Regions from separate parts of the Acanthopagrus latus genome. Here region 2 is linked to region 1. The links are chromatin contacts, called in public Hi-C maps. All regions are on one chromosome and are shown on one strand. Each heading gives the region's core, a stretch centred on a gene start, on an enhancer-like site or on the middle of the called end of the contact. The rest is flanking DNA. Distances are from core to core; before and after follow the strand shown. Region 1 holds the start of xxylt1 (xyloside xylosyltransferase 1). Region 2 holds the start of lsg1 (large subunit GTPase 1 homolog).

Region 1 (6,451 bases), core at 1,916-4,415:
CGAGTCTGGTGCCATTATTTTTTCTAATCTCCTGATGGCAGCAGAGGACCACTTTCAGCCAGCAAGGAAGGGGCTCTCTGCAAATGACTTGTCCACTATGAAAACCACAACACAAATAACAGAGAGAGAAGTTTACAGCTAGATTGTAAGACATGGACACAAATGTACATTTCCCTTTCTGATACCTAGAAATGCCAAGCACAGGAAAGCTTAGCTAATTTTGCTTGGTCAGAAAAAACTCACAATGGCTCAGATAGTGTTTGCAATTCTAGTTAAAACAACCTACACACATTGTGATGTATGTTCAGAAATAGCCGTGTGAGTGATACATAAATAAATGAGACACCCACCTTCAGCAAAAGGGACCACGATCAAGGCTCTGTCCACGAAGACGGTGTTCGTCAGGTGTTGGGAAACGCCCACCGATTCAGACTCAAGGAACTTTACAAAACAGACACGTGAAGTCACAGGCAAGGGAGAGTCACTGGAAAAAAATACAGATATGTTGTGCAAAGAATACAAACAAGGACAGCCAACATGCCTTCTTCAAACTGAGTTTTGTGTCCCCAGGGACAGCTAAACTAATAATGGATTATGGGCTATACAATATTGTCCTCTTCTGAGACCAACAAGGTATCTTATTAGACAAATCTGTTGAAGAGCAAATATCACAATCAATCACTATCTATATTCCCACTGGTTGTCTGCAAGAAACTAATATTGAATTAAGTTCTTGTTTCAGTCCTTGACACATCCTACCTGCTGAGATGCCAGGTGTTACTCAATAGAGGTGGATACAAAGGAGAGAGTGATCATTTCCTACTGTGTGTTGCAGTCATTTAGTGGCACCCCAAGTAAGATGAGGGCATTCACAACAGGAAGTCACTGACAAAATTAACACTTGAATTACAATTGGGATATTGGGATATTTAAGTATTTCACTTGATTATTTGTTTTGTGACATATCTAATTTTTTGAATATTTTGTGTCCCCAAGGATGGGACTCATTTCATTTGACTTTAATTTCACGCACATGCATGCATCCATATCCCAATATCCCTAACTTCTTGGGAAAAAGAGTAGTGTCATTTGTTTTTCCAATTGGTAGAAATAAGCATTAACACCTAGAAGTCCAGTGATTTATTTACATTACTGATTAATCTGCCAATTACTTTTCCAATTAAACATATCGGTTTTCAGTCTCCTCAATTACAATAATCGGCATTGGCCCTAAATAATCAACATCTGTCCACCCCCATTTACTTCTATCTGAAGAATTACCACCTTGTTTTCTTACATTTAGAGGCCAACCAATGACCCGTATCATATACAATTAATACACATAGCACAAGGAAACAACCCCCAATATTTAGTTAAAGTCCTAGTAGCCTTAAAAAAATCGCGTAAGCTGTTGCGATTAATTACCTGCCCACATGTTCGTCGGCTAACAGCTTGGGTTTAATGCACAATGGTTTTAAATTTAACTTATGCTAAATGACTAGCATAAACACACAGCGGGCGAATAATCAATAATATCATACGTCCCTCACGCAGGAACGTTACCGCTGAGGGGAGTGACAGACCGCTGCTGCTGCATTCACTGAAGGCGCGGGCAAACATTATTAGCATTAGCATGCCGTGCAGTGAGGCCTACTCAACACTACAGGCCTCAGTAAGAGCCGGCGACAGAAAACGGTTTATCCATTGAAAGTTCACAATACTCACTCAGGTGGGAACAGTTTGAGCTCCTCTATGTTTCCGAGGAATCCAAAGAGAGTCCTCATTTGTTCGGATGTTGTGCTCGGGGACACATTTGTCACCTGAATGACGTGCGTGCTGGAATTCATTTTCGCGAGTGCTAATCAAGCTAGCTAGCTTTACGCTAGCAACGTGCCTGAATATAAAACAAAAAAAGACGAACTAGGTAACGTTTACAACCGAAAGAACATCAAGCGAACACAAAAGCTAGCATTGTTAGCTTAGGCGGAAGGTGTTCGACATTTGCTGCGGACGAGAACACAACGGCCGCGAGCGGAGAGCAACAATGCTGCTGCCCAAAATGTCGTGAGGCAGAGATGCTGCGTTTACGAGCAGTTTTGAAGCTCGTACTTCTGAAATTTAGCCGCGCAAATATGGAAAATAACAAGTGAAGCGGAAATAGTAATGAAAGTATTAATCGGTTCATAAATAAAAACTTAATTTCAAAGTAATTCATCATTTGATATTTTAATGGACAATAAATAGAGGAAAATAGAATTTAGAAGCGAAATATTTATCCATCAATAAATAGTTTAAATTAACAATCAATATATAACATGGATATTAAATAAATACAGTAAAGTAATTTCTGGAATGCAGGAAAGTATATAAAAATGGCATGAAAGAAAATACAAGGAAATACGTTAGGACAAGCTACAGAAAAAATGATGTTATAGATGAGAAAGTGTGCATCATATGCGTAGTATATGAATATGATTCGGTGTTTATGTTATTATGTTTTCTGTTTTTAACAATAATGGAAACTATATATAGTATAAGTGCAGTTGTAGAGACAACCTGACAATCTGATACATCTCTGCAACTCCACCTGATCTTAACAGGTTTTCCAAAGAATGATTTTAGACATCAGAACTTTGACATACAGAAACATTTTTGTTACTTCCTAAATGCTGAGTAAGTATACACATTTAATTCAAACTGTAGAATATTTATCCATGGCAAAGAAAAAGATCTACATGGGCTCCTTCACCCCAAATACAATTTACGTAATCAGCCAATTCCAGTGAACTATATCAGAAAGTAAGATGAACATTATGGTTATGAATGCACTGAGAGTTGTAAAGTTTAGAGATCTTTGTTTTATTGATGCAATGTGTCTTGTTTTTGTTTATAATCCTGTAGACATGTTCGTGTTTGTATTTTCTTGGGTGAGACTATAGACAATATTCCTGCTCCGACTGGACAATACATTTATTCTATTCCTATACTTTATTCTAAATGAACTACGACAAAGAACGGACCAAAAACAAGGAAATCGATGACGAAGTTCCACACGTTTCTGAATCGTTTTCAAAAACAAAAACAAACAAACAAAAAAACAATCGATCTGCCAATTGTCCAACTGTACCAGAAGGCAGCATGGGTCGGAATACGGCTGACATCACAGTGGGTGTGGCTAAGGTTGCGTCACAGTATTTTGTTGCTAGCTCGCGGTTTCTGCAAAGAGGCTTTTTTGGCGTTTTTTTTCTTCTCGAAATCTCAAAGCCGTGCACATACCGTCGTAAATTAACAGGCACACACGCATGCAGAGCCACGTCGGTATTCTTAAACAGTCAGACAGCTCTGTTGTGTGCTCCGGTTCAACAAATAGCAGCGGAGGACAACTCAACGACACACGTCTTGGCGCAAAGTCGTCGCTTGCTAAGTTAGCATCCTCGTTTGCAGCTGGCCATGTCAACAGGTTGCTCCGATGTTTCTGACTGCAGAGATTGCAGTTGTAGAGAATTCAAGCAGCGTTAACAGTGTCGGTGCATTTCAGTGTGACGTTTGCTAGCGTGCTGTTGCATGAAGTGGAGGATTTACTGACGTTAACAACTCAGGGCAGCTTAATCCCCCCGAGCAAGCTGTCAAGATGCAACTGCAGAGATCAACAACATGAGACGGGCAAGTTCCTTATTCTGAGAAGATGAATGATATTTTATGTTCATTATTGCAATGGGATTTTAGACACAACACACAACAAGCATCAGTGTTTAGGGCCCAACATTGCCATGAATTGTATGTAAACACTGCCTGCAGAGCTCTGACAAAACCTTGTTAAAGGTAATATGAGATAGAGAGATAGATAAGTGTTACTGGCAAGTCAAAGTAACGTTACTACATAAAACATTAAAGGCGCACGAGTGTAAAAATACCATATTTATACCTTTACACTGTCCAGTCACGGAAGATGATGGTACTGGAATAATGACAGGAAGAGAGGGGTGGTTACCCAGCAGGACAGGCACAGTGATTTTTTTTCTGAACAAGATTTTTTTGTGGCCTCCAGACACTGCTTGTACCTGAATGAAGACACACACACACACACACACACACACACACACTAGACTGATTATCTACCCTTGCCAATAGTTGCTGGCCATATTTCAGCATTTTCTGATCACTAGTATCAGTGATTATTTCTTGTTGTCAGACTGCTGATAAAAATCGGAATTGGGCTTCTTTGGTTTTGATGTAATATCCTCTTGCAAAATGTCCCCCCAATAACACCATCTGATTTGTTACACGTCACAATTAATAGATTGTAAACATGGATCAGTCTGAATGTGCAAAGTGCCTAGTAACCAAATGTATCAGATAAACGTGGTGGAGAGGAGGTATGAGTTTCATTTTTACTGCAAATGAATGTCGGTCCCAGTTATCGGTTTTTAGTCTCCTTGATTTCTACTATTCCCCGAACAAGCCATATCGGTCAACCCACATGTGCACACACGTTAGATAGGGATGAAAAATAAATTGTCAACAAATGACATCATAAATGCTCTCAGTGCGACAGAGGTTGCTCCGAAAATATTTCATAACACCCATGTAAATATATCACCTTAAATCAATTATGTGTTTTTTAAAATCTAGTCTGGAAGGCCTTATCATTGAACATTGCCATCTAGATTAAACTGCATCCATCCACTATGTCCAAATACAACCTACACACAATTTAACATAGTTACAAAGCAAATGATACAGTATGGATGTTTAGTATGCAATGTATTAAAATAAAAAAGCGTTACAAGAAAAGTTGGCAACTTTTATAAATTCTAAGTGAGGCTTGCAGCCCTGACTTATATTAACAAACTAATGGAAAGAAATCAAACTTGTTCTTATGAAAAACATCCCAGAATCAGCATAATGCAGTTATTGTTTCTAGCCAGCAAACCAGGTTTAATTTAACTATGGCTTTGCTCGCTTTCATTCAAACAAGCACTTTAATTTTGCAAGACAACTACCAGATTCATTCAATCATTCATTCATTCATTCAGTCATTCATTCTGTGTCCTTCTCTCAATATTTAATTTTCCCTTTCTTCCTCACCTGAGCATCTGAGTGTTTCTATTTGGAGCCATTTGTGTGATGCTATTTGGTTCAGCAAATAATTCCGATGAGCAGATTTATTGCAGCACTACCAAGCAGACTCAACAGGATGCCGCAGCTACATAACAAAAAAAAATGTTGACCAAACACAACCAGCAGCGTCGCTGCGTTACCATGGTTATGCACTTGAGTGTTTTGGAGTGAGTGTTTCGACTTAACGCTACAAACACAGTCACATATTGTGTGGCCCTATGTGGCTGGCCCTGTAAAAGATAAAGACAAACTATCCTAAAACTTTTTTGATAAAATTCACTTGCTAAGAAATACCTGGAGTTGTTTTTAAGTGGACCGTTTCTAAATGAGTGTCCTTTTTATTACAGGAAAATGCTGGACCAAAAATAACTCAAAGGACACCCGATGGTGAATATTTTCCAATGTTGACCCCCATTCTCATGACACCAGCAGGGAGATATGGGCATCCTCAGACTGGTAGCCAGAATCATGGGTAGGATCAGTACTTTCAGGTCCTATCAGTTTGTGCTTCTCCTGGCTGCCGCACTAGCTGTTGTAGCTTTTTACTACTTTGGCTCAGAGCGGCAGAACTTCTCCAGCACCACAAAGAGGATCAAACAGAGCCAGGCCAGCCACAACACCAACAGGAACGATGCAGACCTGACCGTGGACACTGGGCTCTCACAACCTGCTGGATCTGAGGAGCATGAAGGAGAAGAGCAGCGCAATGTGGGCGGAGAGAGCAAGGGATTTGGGTCCAAGACGGGGGACGGTGACGACGGTGTCCATCGCTACCACGCACTCATGATGTTCACCAAGGTGGACAAGAGCCGCAGCCTGCAGGACAAGTTCAGGGTGGCGATGTTGTCTATGGTTAAACACGGACGCTTCCTGGAAGGAGAGGTGTTGGTGCTTCATTTTGTGAGCGACCCGGCCAGCAAAGACATGGGAGAGAGGATGCTGCAGGAGTTTCTCCTTGATGCAACGTTTAAGTATGAGGTATGCAGTCTGAACCCAAAGTGTTTGCACAGTACCACAGCTCGGTTGTCTAGAGGTCTCCTCTGCACTAAACCTGTAGGTGCTGTTTAAAGTTGAAACTCATGGGGGCAGTGTTGTTCTTCCGTATCAGTCCCTCACAAATGGGGATACCCTCCTCCCCTACTGTGTCTTCCCTGCCAAAACAGAGAATTATGTCCCCTCTTTGTTGCTCTTTCTGTTGAATGCAGTGTCCTGCCCCGTCTTTCCTCCTTTGTATTCTACACAGACCACAAGATCATAAACTTGTTTACAAATTACTTATCCCTTTCCAAATCCCCATCACCGTTCCTCTCAGGAATGTCTCATCATCGAC
Region 2 (6,648 bases), core at 1,386-3,885, 130 kb after region 1:
CTCTATGGAGGACTCGCTCCCCGTGCTCTCTCCAGAGAGCAGCCTGGTGACTCTCAGGTCGGCTTTCAGTGTCTGCACGTCGTTCCCTATGCTCATCTCTCCCAAGTCGTTAATGATCTGAGTCAACTCCTGTTTACCGTTGGCAACACAATCACCGTCCGTGTCCAGAATGTCCTCACACTCAAAGTGCATCGCTTTCTCCTCCTCCTCCTCCCCGACCAAGTCCTCCGTGATGGAGCCCAGCTTGGGCGCGCTCCGGCTGCGCTCCACCGGGGGTTTGTAGTAACACTGTCCGTTCAGCAGCTTCCTGAGGGGGACCAGCGGGATGGTCTGCTCCCCTATGAGCTGCTGCTGCTGGTGCCGGGCATCGTCCCTCCGTTTTAGTCTCTTAAACTCGGCCAAGGCTGTGGCCGAGGTCTGGTACAGCAGCAGCGCCATGGCTTTCGCCTTCTCCGGCTTGGACACCAGCACTGCGTGGCAGCGCAGCATCACGGCCTTGTGCTTCATTTCGTGCCTGTAAATCCAGGCGAAGATCTTGGGGAGCCTCGGGTCCGCGACGCAGTAGGTTATCCGGTGCAGCAAGTACAAGTGTCCCGGCCTCCTGGCCTTGTCGTCCACATGCACCATCCGGATGCCCTGCGAGCTGATGGTCAGCCTCATCTTGGTGCCGTTCTTGCCCATTTCGCTCTTGCCCCAGATCTTGCTCACGGCCACGTCCGTGCAGCCGTCCCCTTTGGACTGGATGGTGGTGGCGTTGCCCAGGTAGAGCACCGTGTACGTGGGGTCCTCGCTGGTGATCTTCACCTTTTTCCTCTTGGACTTGAACATGCTGCCCACCCTGTTGAGCGCGCTCTCCGGGCAGGACTTGGCGAAGGACGTGAGCACGGAGTAGTTGAGGCTCACCGCATAGCCCTTCTGCTTGGACTGCTTGTCTTCCTCAATCAGGTCGAACTTATTCTTCTTCCAAGGCAGCATTTTTTCTCGCTGTTTCCAGTCAACAGCAACAAAGTCTAGAGAAAGAAAGAAATACACTTTGGGTCACTACTAAATCCTAGAGGAGTTTCTCTCCCTGTCAGGTCATTTGTGAGCTACTCTATGGGAAGTGAACGCAAAGACAACGTACTTCATCTGTTTGTCCGCTAAAGTCCTCTTGTCCATAGTGGTGTCCTCGCTGCTGTCTCAACGTAGCGCACAAAAGAGTCTGCTGTGGCGAGATGAGCTTCAAAGATTATATACAGGGAGAAACCATTTCAGTGTGACTGTGGGGGGGACTGAACCAAATGAGAACGGAACTGTTGTGGCTGTTGTGGCCAGCCTGTGTGTGTGTGTGTGTGTGTGTGTGTGTGTGTGTGTGTGTGTGTGTGTGTGTGTGTGTGTGTGTGTGTGTGTGTGTGTGTGTGTGTGTGTGTGTGTGTGTATAGAGAGAGAGAGATACAGGCTGGCTGGCAAACGTGAGAGTTTTGTATCAATGAACACCATATGCATGCATATTCTCTCAGTTTTTCCAATGATGATAATAAACTGTATTTATATAGCTCCTTTAAAAACAAGAGCACTGACAAGCAAGCAAAAGCAGGAGACTCTGGAAGACGATATAACAGAAAAAAACGGTCTAAGGTGAGTAGAAACAAGGAGGCAGAACAGAACGTGTAAAAGCATGAAAAGTCAATATGAGTAACTACAAGTCATAAGAGTAAAAGCGACAAAACAAGCAAAAGCACAGAAGAAGAAACAGAGAAACAAGTAATGCAAAAATAGCAATGAATAAAAGAATCAAAGCAATAAACGATGATAAATTAGATTTGAAACAATTAATTATACATGTAATGTATTAACTAAAAATGTAACCTGTGTTTCTCCCTCTGAAATTAAACCAACACAAAAAATCTCAAATAGTAATGTTGGTTTTTTGGGGGGGGGTTTTGTCTTTAGTATACCTTTTTAATATACTACTACACACCATGTGTGTATTATCATTAATATGGGTGCAATTATCATGTGCAGTTGTCCTTGGTCATATCTGCATGTGAAAGAGGAACAGAGTCTAAATAGTCTTAAAGATTAATATTTTGTTTTTTTATTTTTATTATTCTATTTCATCTTGTTTTTGTCTTGTTTCATTTTTTTAATCAGTCACTGGGTCACTATTTTTCCCTCTGCTTTTGACTGTTGAGCTGCTGTAACAGGTGAATTTCCCCGGTGAGAGTCTTTTCTATGTTGAAAAACTTTTGTATCACATCGAAATGCAATATTAACACAAGCTTTGATCTTACATGAAATTGAGAAATACATAACTTAGATGTAAAGTATTAAAATATTTTCAAAGTCTGTCAGGTCATGATATTGGTAGGCTTTATGTGGAAATAAGGGAGGTGAGTCACTCTGATACACTGCTGGTTTTTGCTGCCATCTTTTGGTTTATGTCAACACTGCATCAGTTGTTTGTAATTGGGGGACGGGTTACGTATTACTTCGCGCAATACTTACTTTTAATTTACTAATTTTAATTTACTGCAGAACTATATGTGGACTGTATTATAACTCGTTTGATTGTTACAGGACTATACGTTGGCATGTGGAACGAATGTAAGGGCTGTCCTCTTTTCTTCAGAGCGCCTTTGAGAGCTGGACAGAGAAGTGGACGGTACCATAACAGCGTCGTTTAAATTGCTTAGAAGAAAGCAGACATTAGCTCATATTCGTAGATGTGACGTTCATAAATTACATTAAACTCACAACCAATTCAGCTAAAGGAAGGCCGTGAATAAATATCTAAGTATTTGACGTCGATTCTTCCGGATTAGATGAAACTCGATTGGTTTGTCCCACTTCCGGTTCTTGCGACAACAACGCAGTGCACATGGGGTACGGACTCTAGCTAGCATCAGATAGCGTTTTACATTTTGTGAGATATTTTAACAGAGGACTTTAGTGACAACATCAGAAGTTATGGGCAAGAAGAAGGCCGGCGGAGGAGTCGGACTGGGCCGAGCTCTGATAAAAGAGAGACTTCAGGCAGGCCGAGGAAACAAGAGAGGCGACTCATGGGTATGACATGGCACCAACTAGCTTATATTATACACGCTTTAACAAACCATAAAAGATAATTAACTCACATTTCATATAATGATACCAAGTTCCAGTTCCCTTTCGATCATTTTTGACCTGCCACTCATCTATTCCCGTACACGGAGGGTTCGTCAGAGCTGTCAATAGTTCTGAAAAGTGTGGTTCTTTGCTCGCACCAAATTCCATTAAGAAAATTTCATTTTATCGCTGCTTTGCTTATCGCGGACGTGAAATGCATACCTTAATACTTTTTCGTAATAGATAAGTTCCTGTTGTGAATTTCGGCGTGGGGGGGAATTATATAGGGGCATTATTTTGCCGTAAAATCTCAATATTAGTAGAACTACTAACTTACCCACTTGTGAGACAATTTTTGGAACCACCATCAGATTATTTGGGCATTACACAACAAAGTAATCGTATGTCTCCTCAAGCAGCCAGTGTGTTGCAGATGCCTTTCCCTGAGGCACCTCTATAACCTAGGGTTGATGTGTGGTTTGTTATTAACGTCATTAATGTTAAATAATTGCAGCTCCACACCAGTGAGCTGAATGATGGCTATGACTGGGGGAGGCTGAACCTGCAGTCAGTGACAGAACAGAGCTCCATGGATGACTTTCTGGCCACTGCCGAACTGGCTGGAACAGAATTTGTTGCAGGTAAATAAAACCCAATTTGCTTAAAATAAAGTGCTTGAATTTGATTTGAAGTGCAATTTGTAGCCAGAGGTTATCAGTATTTCTGCTAAATAAGCATGGTAAGCTGTGCTCAAATACAAGCGATTCTCTCCAACACTATTTTTTTTCTCATTTTTGCTTTTCAACTTGCTTTTCAATACTAGTGGGCACACAGCAAATTTTGTACACGTTAATGCTGTGTTGTATGTAGTTGCACTGTTACCATCCAGTATCCACAATGTTTCCTGTGTTTTAGAGCTTTGCATGCAAAAAATGTATATATAATTTTATTTTATAATACTACATTATCCACTGCACCTCTGTCTCTTTGATTTCACTGCTGTCCCTGACTGCCTCTTGCTTTGTTATCCCAGAAAAACTCAACATCAAGTTTGTGCCAGTGGAAGCTAGAGCAGGTTTGTTAACAGCTGAGGAGAAATCCAGGCTGGCAACGCTGCATGAAGAGAACAAGCATTTCCTCAGAATTCCACGGCGGTAAGTAAATCGACCTGGTTAATTGAGTTAATGGAACTGCTGCGATGTGTGTTTTGCAGGTTTAATTTTTGTGATATCTCTCCACCAATTTTAAGCCCCCACTGGGATGAGAGCACCAGTCCAGAGGCGCTTCAGCAAGCAGAGAAAGACAGCTTCTTGGAGTGGAGACGAGAGCTTGCCGAGTATGTAATCTTCTGTAAACTCAGCCACCTTTGTGTTCTTGTTGCATGTCTAAAAGTTGCTTACAAAATCAAGAACAGTCCTTGTAACTGATTAAATTGGTGAAGGGGTATCAATGTCAGCAATCTAACTCCAAGTGTTACCTGTAAAGGCTGGAAGAGGAACAGAAGTTAATTCTCACCCCATTCGAGAGGAATCTGGAGTTCTGGAGACAACTGTGGAGAGTGATCGAGAGGAGGTAAAGACTTTTCAGCCCATACCAGTCTCTAATGAGGAGTGCGTTCCCCTTGTGTAATACTTAAGGCAAAACTGTTTTCATGTTTATCTGTAGTGATGTCGTCATTCAAATTGTTGATGCCAGAAATCCTTTGCTGTTCAGATGTCCTGACCTGGTGAGTACACTTTGGTGGGAAAGAGGAGTTGCATTCATTGCTGTTGGGGGGGGGAGCGCAGGTTCTAAACCACTTGTGAACGCTGGCTGTTGAAAAGCTCACATTTTGCTTTTATTTTGTTTTGTAAAGATATGTCTGTTGTGTGCTTCCAGGAGTTGTACGTAAAGGAAGTGTCAAAGCATAAGGTAAATATGCTGCTGGTGAATAAGGCAGACCTGTTGACCAGGGAACAGAGGCGGGCCTGGGCCAGACACTTCCAGAAAGAGGGGCTGAGGGCAGTTTTCTGGTCTGCCCTGGCTGAGGGCAACAGACTGGATGCAGAAGAAAAGGTGAGCAGTCGGATGTTTTTGGAGCTGTACTCTGAACATCACCTGTGAAGTTTAATGTGTGTGTTAATACACTTAATCACATTTGTTGGGAGCAGATAACCACATAGATCCATGTTCCCTTATCGCGGGGAGGTGGAAGTTATCACTATGTTTTAGAAAAATGTTTGTGAATAGTCTTGTTCTTCAGCATCTCAGAACTCGCTGTCTTTTATAGAGGCTCTACAAAATAGAAAAATAGAATGAAGGCAATTATTAATTCATCAAATGTGAGATGAATTTACATTTTTGTTTAAATTGCTTCTCTATTCATTTACCTACTTTAATATCCTTATCAATTATTTTTTACATTTATTTATGCATTTATTTTTGTATTTCCTCTTTGCATCCTTACCACAAAAAAATATTTCTCCATGTTTTTTTTATTTCTTTAAGCTATTATATTTCATCATGCAACATTATGCAACTATTTATTTTACATTTTTTGCTGAAAGATTTGGACAGTTTCAGTCCTCCATAGTCCTTTTTAAACCCTAGCTTCAAAGTGCAAAATGTCTGTTTTCACAGGGCATGGAAGTGGACGATCCAGAGTTTGGAGAAAGCGAGCCAGAAGATGAAGGACAGCCAGACAACGAAGATGTGACCGAAAAGGGGGCACACAGAGATGAAGAGGTGAAGGCAGAAGAGGAGGTGGGGGATGAAGAGAGTGGTACAGAGGAAGAGGAGCAGGAGAAGATATCTGTAGAAGAGGAGGACTGGTACACCTGCTCAGAAGACGAGCATGAGGAAGAGAAAGGGACTGCTCGTTCATCCGGGGAAGCCACCTTCTACAACTCCAGCCGTCTGCTGCATAAGGATGAGCTGCTGGAAGTGTTTAAGGCTGCTCACAACGGGCAGAAATGTAAAGATGGACAACTGACAGTCGGACTGGTGGGTTAAAAATTAGCATTTTATTGAAGAGAGTTTTCTGAGCTACTAACTCAGTTGCACTTGGCAGGCATTGGTCAGAATAAGAACAGTTCATGCTTCACACAGAATGTTTTTGTGTGTTTTTCCATTCTTTGAAAATGATGCTAGTTCATATTCTCAGATGTCTTGAAATGGAAAATTCTGAAACACTTCGCCTTTGTCTACTGTTTTTGAGTGATTGTAAAGCAATAACTCTGTTCTGTTTTGTGTGAATTCAACAGGTCGGTTATCCAAATGTTGGTAAGAGTTCTACCATCAACACTATTCTAAGGAACAAGAAGGTTTCCGTTTCAGCCACTCCGGGACACACTAAGCACTTTCAGGTGCAGTAATATACTTTAAACCTGATGTGAATTCAAGTATTTTTTTCCATCAGCAGAAAAACATAATGTGTGTTTTTTTTCTTGCTTCCTTTTCTTCACATGTATTGTCACAGACTCTGTACGTGGAGCCAGGTCTGTGCCTCTGTGACTGCCCGGGTCTGGTGATGCCCTCCTTTGTTTCTACCAAAGCTGAGATGATCTGCTCTGGGATCTTGCC

What was found. Hi-C and Micro-C count contacts between places; a contact is called where the count stands out from the background.
Region 2: a Hi-C map of muscle shows a contact between it and region 1, with 7 times the contacts expected there. The contact joins the promoter of lsg1 here to the promoter of xxylt1 in region 1. A contact is called at or near these places in 3 of 4 Hi-C or Micro-C datasets (all in muscle).

What each region holds. Positions count from the first base shown.
Region 1 is chr11:16,894,149-16,900,599 of fAcaLat1.1, forward strand. xxylt1 (xyloside xylosyltransferase 1) reads left to right here and starts at 3,166. Exons shown (of 5, transcript XM_037115418.1): 1 at 3,166-3,663; 2 at 5,469-6,099. The coding sequence starts at 5,560. It overlaps LOC119029061 (serine/arginine-rich splicing factor 11-like), which reads right to left and starts at 2,092. Exons shown (of 12, transcript XM_037115603.1): 1 at 1,726-2,092; 2 at 351-484. The coding sequence starts at 1,847.
Region 2 is chr11:17,028,752-17,035,399 of fAcaLat1.1, forward strand. It overlaps lsg1 (large subunit GTPase 1 homolog), which reads left to right and starts at 2,636. Exons shown (of 14, transcript XM_037115793.1): 1 at 2,636-3,048; 2 at 3,602-3,728; 3 at 4,121-4,241; 4 at 4,337-4,423; 5 at 4,573-4,659; 6 at 4,753-4,813; 7 at 4,966-5,142; 8 at 5,707-6,069; 9 at 6,330-6,431; 10 at 6,545-6,648. The coding sequence starts at 2,950. It overlaps fam43a (protein FAM43A), which reads right to left and starts at 1,260. Exons shown (of 2, transcript XM_037116037.1): 1 at 1,124-1,260; 2 at 1-1,010. The coding sequence starts at 975.